Regions from separate parts of the Gasterosteus aculeatus genome. Here region 2 is linked to region 1. A link is a contact called in public Hi-C data. All regions are on one chromosome and are shown on one strand. Each heading gives the region's core, a stretch centred on a gene start, on an enhancer-like site or on the middle of the called end of the contact. The rest is flanking DNA. Distances are from core to core; before and after follow the strand shown.

The links. Hi-C and Micro-C count contacts between places; a contact is called where the count stands out from the background.
Region 2: a Hi-C map of tail fin shows a contact between it and region 1, with 2.6 times the contacts expected there. The contact joins the enhancer-like site here to the promoter of LOC120808358 in region 1. A contact is called at or near these places in 5 of 6 Hi-C or Micro-C datasets (liver, skeletal muscle, tail fin and 1 more).

Annotation. Positions count from the first base shown.
Region 1 is chr18:14,087,292-14,092,004 of fGasAcu3.hap1.1, reverse strand. LOC120808358 (ankyrin repeat domain-containing protein 9) reads left to right here and starts at 2,845. Exons shown (of 2, transcript XM_040161239.2): 1 at 2,845-2,963; 2 at 3,129-4,713. The coding sequence starts at 3,384. The coding sequence ends at 4,280.
Region 2 is chr18:14,201,998-14,206,710 of fGasAcu3.hap1.1, reverse strand. No RefSeq gene overlaps it. Among protein-coding and RNA genes, the nearest start is that of LOC120808378, 7.0 kb to the left of the region's middle. Within about 2 kb of position 2,665, at least 5 of the 9 cell types and tissues checked have open chromatin away from gene starts, as enhancers often do. A contact at or near this core is called in liver, where this site is marked.

The DNA of each region.
Region 1 (4,713 bases), core at 1,596-4,095:
TCGCCGTTTTATCGGAGAGAAGGCGGACATTCCCAACGCAACTGACATCCAAACAATCAGGATGGATGGACAGTAATCAGGGTGCTTGGAACCATTTTTGTCCCTTTAACTCTCAACTGTTGAGCGATGCATCAATTCAATCGTTGAACCAGATTTTAAGCCGAAAACATCCAACCAGGTAAACGGATCACTGACCCCTCATGTAAGTATTTACTACCTCCAAAACTACTAAAGAACTGCATCCCCTGATTGACATGTGAATGAAATATAATGATCACTGTACACTCAGTTTTTTGTGTGGCGTTCGATGTGAGAAATTCTTTCTGTTAACCAAATAGAGCCTTCGCTCTCCTTTACCCTTTTGTACCCATTTGTTCTTTTATACTGCATTATTTAGAGTAAATTATCACTAAATATTTCTACATTCATTGATAAGTATTAGATCCCACGTCTGTTGTGGTGGATGTTGCTTTTAGAAGGCTGTGATATTCACAGACTGATGTAAGCATCTGATCCTGGACAAGCAGACCTCTGCGTCCTCAGTCGGACCCCGTGTGCAGCAGCGGTCACCAGACGCCACGTTAACTAGCGGGAGGAGCAAACGGACGCTTTGCATGGAAATCACGCAGATCTGCACGCTCGCGTTCGATGTCAGAGCGTGCCGGAGTGCTCGTCGGGCCGACCGTAACCGACGTCTCATCTAATTGGCCGTAATAGAAGAGCCTGATTACGGAAGATAAAAGGCGGCGCGGTCACAGCTGAGACTCATTGCCGACCACCCTGCCAACGCAAATTCAATCGCAGGCTTCTTCCGTGGCTGACGAGACGCCCGCAGCTCCAATCAGAGGAACCTTGGATTGAAAGCTCTTGAAGAAGAGGAGCTTGAGTGTCTTTTTCGAAAGCAGCGTTGTTTCCTGAGCTTCCCGCCACATCTCGTGGCCTTCCTCGGCAGACGGCAGGTGACCCCTGCTCTCTGGGGTCAGACGTCTGCTTGTTGATAACCGTCGGAGAAAGAGGTTCCTTGCATCGACAAAAGCTTTTGTCAAAACACATATTTTAAAGGATGAACCTTCAACCTCAATTTGAAAGTTACTTGTGTGTCTTTTTCTCGTCTGTCCTCCATAAATTGTCTTGCTTTTGCTCCTCAGTTCATGTTACTGGCGCAGAGGCTTCACCACCCATATCGTGGACAAAGAACCAACAGCAACTACGATAACAGCATTTAGTCACCTTCATTAACGTGTCTTTCCTTGGTTAGATAAGACAGCACATGTGGAAATGGGAATCATCGCATCAACAGTTGTATTTCTCATCCCCTGCATTAATCACATCTTTACCATCCTGTGTCCCTGGCAACCTGAGAGACATGAAGACAGAGCGTGAGGCGTGTCTATGTTGTTAGAATCTGTACATCATTGTGCTTAGACGTCTACAGTACAGTGTAACATTGAGTAAGCCAGCACTGCCCCAGTGTGGTCAAAGATGATTACTACACAACTCTAAAGCTTCACGTACATTGTGTACAATGTGCTTCATAAGGGACACATAGTGAGGAACGTCCCAGGAGAGAAGATTTCTGTCCTCATCTTTACAGGGGAAAATAATATCTGACATGTGTAGTGTTACTATTATAATTACCTTTCTTCTAAGGGGGGAGTTTGCTTTGAAAGGATCCTTTTTATGTAATAAGTTGGTACTGACGCAGTAAACGTCAGCCAGCTGTTTCTGCAATGACTCAATGCTGCAGAAACATAACGTATTCGTTTTTGCTTTTGCTTATTAAAGTGGACACGTTGCATCCCAGTGTTCGGATGTCTTATATCGGTAGAAAGTGGAGACGTTTTGCCTCCTGTCAGGTAGTGAATGAGCAAAGGATGTAGGACAGCGAGGCAAAATATTCAGATTTTGGACCATGTAGAACTGAGTTAAACATAATGGTTAAGATGTGATGAGCTGTGATGTGTTATTATTAAAGTGTACCAGATGATGATGTTATACATGCTATGTTATGTTTCACACTGAGGCCTGAAGCCACAGGTATGTTCATTGAATGTATTGGAATGTTGAGGGAAAGATAAGACACGATAAGATGAGACAGAGAGGTTCCAGGTTCCAATCTGCAGACTCAGAGGAATGTGGGAGGGAGACTAACCGGGAGGAGACACGTTTGAATGAGCAAACAGAAGCCTCCTGTAAACCAATATGGTCATATGAGATATGGACGAGCAAAATATTATACTATTCACACCTCATTTCACTTTGTAACTGCATTGCTTATTACTTCTGTTAATTATTCAATTCTTTATCATTAACTTTATCATCAACTCGACGCCTCAATTAATATCAACAAAGTTCTCTTTGTTCATTCTAACGTTGAAGCAATGGATCTGCTGACGCCAGGATTACACGAAAATATTACCTCACATTTCTCTCCCCTTATTGTGAATTCTTTCTCCTTTTGCCTTCAGCCTGTCTGCGCTGTCGCGATATGTGATTATCTATTAGAAAACCTGCGCATTGTTTATCAGCACAAGTTTACGAGCATTTGCAGGCGTATCAGCAGTGTAGAGGGCAATGGGCCGTGGCCCCACCCAAAAAAAAAAAGATTCTTTTAATTATATTTAAAATAAATTTGACAAATAGTCAATATGTCTCTATTTGTGTTTTTGAAATATGAAACATACCCGGTAATATTTGTAAATTAACGATATCGTCGCCGAATATATGCTTTTCCTGCACGTCCTCTCCGCTTCTCAGCTGGACTCGGGCCCAAAGCGGCGGGTCCAAGAGGCGGATAGCCAATCACTGATAAAGTTAATGAGTGACACATAGTTCCAGAGTCCTAAAATACATTGGGATTTGGGCATCGCCCCTCGCCGCCCCACTGCGCTCTCGTCAGGGCGAGTCTCAAGATAACAAGACGACCGGCGGTGTCCTTCCGAGAAGAGCTGGAGAAACTAGAGGTAAATATAAAATCATATCATATATAAAATCACATATATATATTCATTTATTCATTAATATATATATATTCATTTATTCATTAATATATATATTCATTCATTCATTAATATAGGCTACTGAATTGTTTGAATAAGATGTCACAACTATCGCTTTTGTCAATAAAGTTTTGGAGGCGCATGCGCAGTGGCTCGATACTGCAGAGAGCTACATCGGGAATTCCGCAGCTGTCAAGGAGGACCGTGCGGGAATGTGAGGTTGGAGACGGGCGCCTTGCCCCCCCACCCCCACCCAGACCTCCCCGTACAACTCAACATGTGCGTCTGCTCCCGGAGCCCCGCGGCTCTGGGGGCCGTGGTTCCGGAGCGATGAAGGGACGTTGCGGACAGAACTTTTAACTCGGGCCGCTCCTCTCCGCCGCCATGGCCTCTCCGGCCATCGGTTCCGCGGCAGGGAGCTGCTTCGAGCAGCATCGCAAGTCCGTCTCGCTGCTCTTCTACCGGGCCGTGCGGGACCTGAAGCCGGTCTGGATGCTGGAGGACATGCGTGCGATGGAGACGTTTTGCTGGGAGGAGGGCGACGCCGCCGGCCGCCGCACGTACACCCCGTCGGAGGCGCTGCTTTACGCGATAGTCCACGACCATCGGGCGTACGCGCGCTACCTGCTCAACCGGTACGCCGGGGAGGCGCTGGCGAGGCCCGGGGAGCGCTTCTGCCGCTGTGCGTCGCCCGCCGCCCCGCACCTGGCCATGGCCATCCGCTACGACCGGCGCTACATTCTCGGCCTCATCCTGCAGGAGAGCCACCGCATAGCCGGCGTGCCTTCTCCTCCTACGTCCTCCTCCTCCTCCACCACCTCCGCCTCCTCCTGCGGCAACCGGGCCGGCTGTTTCCACATGGAGGACGGCCGCACCCCGCTGCACCTGGCCTGCGAGCTGCTGCGCCCCGAGGCGGCGGTCATGCTGCTGGGGAGCGGCGCGTCCCCGCACGCCCTGGACCGCGACGGCTGCACGCCCCTGGACGTCCTCCTGGAGAAACTCGGGCACCGCGGGCAGGGGGGGGCGAGCGGGAGGCAGTGCCTGGACCACCTGCTCATGTTCATGCCCAAGGTCCGCTTTAAGATGAAGGGGGCCCTGCGCAGGGAGCCGGGCCGCTGGGCCCCGGTGCTGGGCGAGGAGACCTACGGGTACCTGACGGAGAGGAGGCCGGCTCCGCTCATCCTCGCCGCCATGCAGACCGTCCTGAGGCAGCTGAGCCCGGAGACCTTCCCGGACAACCTGCACGAACTGCCCATCCCCTCCTCCCTGAAACCGCTGTGAGGGGGGGGGTGGAGGCCTGCAGGGGGACAGTGATGCATGCTCCGCTATTTTAGCACGGTGTGTGTGTGCGTGTGTGTGTGTGTGTGGGGGGGGGAGGGTTGTGTGTTTGTGTTTGCACTTCATTATAGGGCTCCACAAATTAATATTCAGGGAACAAACGCATGAATGTCTGCAGATGTGCTGATTGGATTCACAGTCTGTGACAGCAGCGTGGAGGCAGAGAATGAACCAGGGAATAAACAGCCATGTTGTTTCTTTAAACTAATGTAGTCATTAATCAGCAGTTTGTTTATCAAACCTTTACTAATATGCCACTGAACTAATCCGATGAAGGTTTGCTGTGTTACTCATGTCGGGTTTTTATTTGAATGGAAAGATGAAAAAGGAAGCGATCTTATTGGTCATTTAACAGTCAAGTGACTTTAAGACTCTT
Region 2 (4,713 bases), core at 1,416-3,915, 110 kb before region 1:
TCATTAGAGCCACGTCTGGGCCTCAGATATCCCCCATATGCAGCACACACACCAGCGGGGTGTTTTGGTTTGTTTATTCTTTAGAATATAGCCAAAGGGATGTTAGATGCCGGGTACCCTTCTTGCCTCATTAAATGTCCCCCTGTTCTCAGAAATCAGCTCCCTTGGAGATTTGTGTAAATATTTGTGTTCACAAATGAGGCGAAATCTATTTTCAGTCACCAAAATATGACTTTCCAGTTTCTAATAATCCTACATATATTATAATTTATTTGTTATTGTTGTTAGTTAATCATTAATGAATATTCGAAAAAACATAAAAAGGCGTAAAATCAGTCCAGTTTAATATTTGATCTTTTGGTCCTGATAGAAAAACAAAATGTTCTTCCCTGTTTAAACCTGCAGCCCGTTCAGGTTTGGCAGGAGGAGCATTGCAGGTGAAGAAGTTACAGTTCGAAATACGCTAATTTCTTTTGTCACATAGGAGTACAAATAAAACCATTTGAATTGATTAGTAATTTCAATCTAACATTGTCAGCCGAGGGGTTTTCTTCCTGCTAGATTCATTTCAGTGTAATAAGGACGGTTGGTTTTGGATCATTACTGATCAATTTAGATTGCATTTGACCCAGAAGACTTTACACCTTTAATCTCTTTTTGTAATTAGAGGCCCAATTGGTAAATCTCAGTGTTCTTCTTACAGAAAAAACAATAATTTGCTATTTTCCATATGTCACAATCGTAAGTAATGGTCAGCATGACAAAAACAGGGCACAGCTCCAGTCCACGCTCAGTTTATCTCAGGTGCTGAGGAAGATGGGTCGCCCCCCCCCCCCCTGCAGCCAACACTTATCTGTTCATCTCTGAAAGACGAGGCGAAGCCATCGGATATCTGCCCGAATCAAATCAAACCGCTAACGTCTCCCGTGTTCAGGAGCTCATTTTTCTAACGTGATCCACACACGGGGGTGCACACAGGAGAGGACACCGGCGGGTCAAGTCGAAGAGGCCTCACGGACACAAAAATGGAGAGTGAAAGATGCGAGTGGATTATCAGCTTTGGGTCCAAAGCCGTGGAAGCTCTTGACCCCGTCCAAGCAACGGCTGCTGCAGACACCACTGGGTGAAGGAAGACTTTGCACAATTTACAGAGCAACGAAGTGGAGATAAAGCCGCCTTTCTTCCCACCTAAGGGTGAAACACGCCAAATCTACTGATGCATTTAGAGGGATTCAGCTTTTCCATTGAATACTGCAGCTTACTGACCGCAGCGCATATTGTACCAGTGAGCAGATGACAGCTTGACACGTTATCACTTATGCACAAAACCATATGTCGTTGTCCAGCATTTAAATGCCATTTCCTCATTAATCCCTCAAGAACTCTGTTACCACCACTCTCAATAACACCCTTAGAACAGGTATGACGTAAACAGCTGGACTTCCACAGTGTTCAGTTAAATGCCCTTGAAGCTCTTTGCCAAGTGAAGATGACTTTAATGATTCCAGTCGCTCAGGAACCAGATCCAGGAAAAAAGATTTAGCAACATCTCATTTGCTTTGAGTTAGGAGAGTGAGATGGGGTTGTGCGTGTGAGCCAGATACAAGAAGTAACACAACGGAGCTCAGTGGAAAACAGCAGCTTTGTCTCGTGTCTGCAGGTTGGAAATGCACTTTCTCATCTCTAAAATGAACAATATGTCTGTCACATCGCACAGTGAGCGAATGTCACTTTTGACAGAAGAAGAAGAAGAAGGAGAAGAAGGTACTGAAGCTGCATCTCCTCTTGAAGCCTTCCCGGTAGACACCTCACACCTGCCCGTTGCGTCTTTGTTGAGTAACGGCTGCTGGATGACGAGGGGGAGCTGCAGTCCGAGGTCGAGGTTGCGAAAACGTCACCGCGGCCTTTGCTGAGCCATCGCGCACAAGGAGGTCGTCGGCGTTTGCCTCTGAATAATTCCCTGAGCACGTGATGCTGATGTGGGGGGGACGATGCCCGGGGGAAAGCTGAGAATGACTCCATCCGCTCACAGCGCTTATTGGAACACACACAGTATTCAGAATTAGTGCTCTAATTTTTCTCCGTCCCCTTCTTGGTGATGTGGTTAGTCGATGTGTGTCGGATGAATAGACGGCAGCCGCTCTCCGAAAACCCACCGACGGAAACCCCCCGCCCGCCCCTCTGACCACGTCGTGCTCCGCTGCAGTCGAGCCAAAACCACGCGCGGTTGAACCCCCGCTGGATCTTCTAGAAACGCTCACGCTTTGGTTGAGAGACCAGAGCCGCTCCAACCAACAGACCTCTGCTGACTTCACAGGCTGTTTGTTCTCCGTCTCCTGGAGGGCTTTTAAGCCCTCAAATATTTGCTCTTGGGCAACTAAATTACAGAGACGCTACGTCGCTCGCCCTCGCCTCCGTCCTTGGACCCGACTTCCGAGGTGTCTGTGCACGGGGACGGGACGCTGTTCTCGAGCGCTGGTACATTAGTCGCTCTTCCGTTCGATTGTCGCGCCAACTCAAAGCACACTTTCGCTAATGAAAAAAAAAAGAGCATGGAACTATTGTTCAGTAAAGGACCATTTTTTTTATCCGCTTAGCACGTTGACTGGTTGATGAGGTGCAGGATGTGGCGCAGGAAGTGGCGCAGGAAGTGGCGCAGGAAGTGGCGGATCAATGTAACTGTCTGGCAGGCGCTCTGCCCCGGAGATAAACCTCCCGCTCTGTGTTTAATGTGAGAAGGCCGTCTCACATTAAACACACACACTGAACGCAACGCGCGTCACGAGTGAGGCCGCAGTCTTGGTTTGCGGCTGTCGCCGGGTTGTTTTTTTAAAGTTTTTGAATTGAGAGCAGTGAGGTTCAGACCGCGTGTACGTCTTTATTATTTAAGAAGACTTGAGATTGAGACCATGAACTCGTGTTTGGCAAAGGTCACCTTTTACACAACTGAGGCAGTGGAAGCACACGAGAAGTGTTCACAGGAAGCAGGGGATGCAGTGCTTTCCTGTTTGCCCTCATGATGCTGCTGTTGTCTCACGGTTATGAATAAAACACAATGACTGACTGCCGATACCGTTTCTGCAAACACAACATGCTCCTTCGTTGTAAAGTGTTTAACTGGTGACACATAAGGAGACTTTCTCAACTACGGCAAATAATACAAATTTGGATATGGCTGTAATCGTATATTCCAGAATTTGTCCCTTTAATCATGAACTTAACGAAGTTAAAGACCATGAAGGGCGACGGGGTGGAGGTGTGAGAATCCAACACCCCCCTGCGTCACAGCTCATTTATTTTAGCCCCAATGACAATATTTGCCTGAATCTCGTCTCTTCCTTTCCTCCTCCGCTGAGCTCACTGAGAACGAATGTGTGTGTGTGTGTGTGTGTGTGTGTGTGTGTGTGTGTGTAGACTCTCGCAGACACACAACAGTGCCTTTGAAAGTGTTTCCTATTTATAGAGTGTGTACTGTTTCCGTTGTCATGTTGATGAACATCACATTCGAAAGCCTGAATTATTTCTCAGCGTTCGCTTTGGAGAAATTAGAATTGAAAAATGCATCAATCTGACACTGTAGAAGTCACTGATTACACACAACCAAGGACAACGGCACACACACAGACACACACGGACAGACACGGACACACATAGACACAAATAGACACACATGGAGACATATAGATACAGACAGACACATACAGACACACACGGAGACACACAGACACACATAGACACACACAGACACACATGGAGACACACAGACACACACAGACACACATGAAGACACACACAGACACACACGGATACAGTTCAGGTCTAAAAACAACTTGTTGCAGGTGTTTCTGAGCGTCATCATTTATTCTCCTTTATCTGAATTTATGTTTTAAGCATTTTTAACAATAGCGTCCTCCATCTTTCTCACAGGAAAACTCCTGGTTCCAGGTGTAACCCTCTCAGGGGGGGGGGGTCTGTGTAGAACCCAAATATGTGGAGATGTTCCTAGGATCCTCTACAGAGAACCCTACTATGGTGTCATGGTTCCACAGCCCTCTCTGCACGTTCTGCTCGGTTCCCGACAACAAGAACCCACCTCCAAAAACGTTCATAAATGGGGATGAGCGGCTGACCTTTGAGATACTTCTGTGGTTCCATTCCCCCAACAACAGCAGACGCATATAAACACAAATCCTCACACACACACACACACACACACACACAGACACAGACACACACACACCCTGGGGGTCACCGGTGCAGATCTTCATCCTGCACGGCAGCGAGGACGCGTCCTCATCGGGCTGACCTTTGCTGCAGAGGGAGACAACGCTGAAATGTTGATGATCCTCGTGCTGCGGGTGGAGGAACACACTGACTCCCCCATCAGGGCGCCTCGTGGGTGCTCACAGAGCCGCAGTCCGGCCCTCCTGTTCGGGGGGCAGTAACCATCGCTCCTCCATAATACCCCTTAATGCCTCCTCGCGCGCACCGTCCTGTCCTCCCAGGAAGCCGCGTATTGATTTTTTGAACAATATAGTGGAAGAAACAAAACAAAAAGGAGTTGAAATTCAGGTCGATGCCCCACAAAGGTGTAAATCGATGGCGTTTTAATCTGGCTAAGCAGCCCCAGTGAATAGTCGCTATGGATCTCTTCTTCACAGTAATTTATGTGAGCTGTGGGGCTCAGAGCTACAAGACGTTTGTATTTGGAGG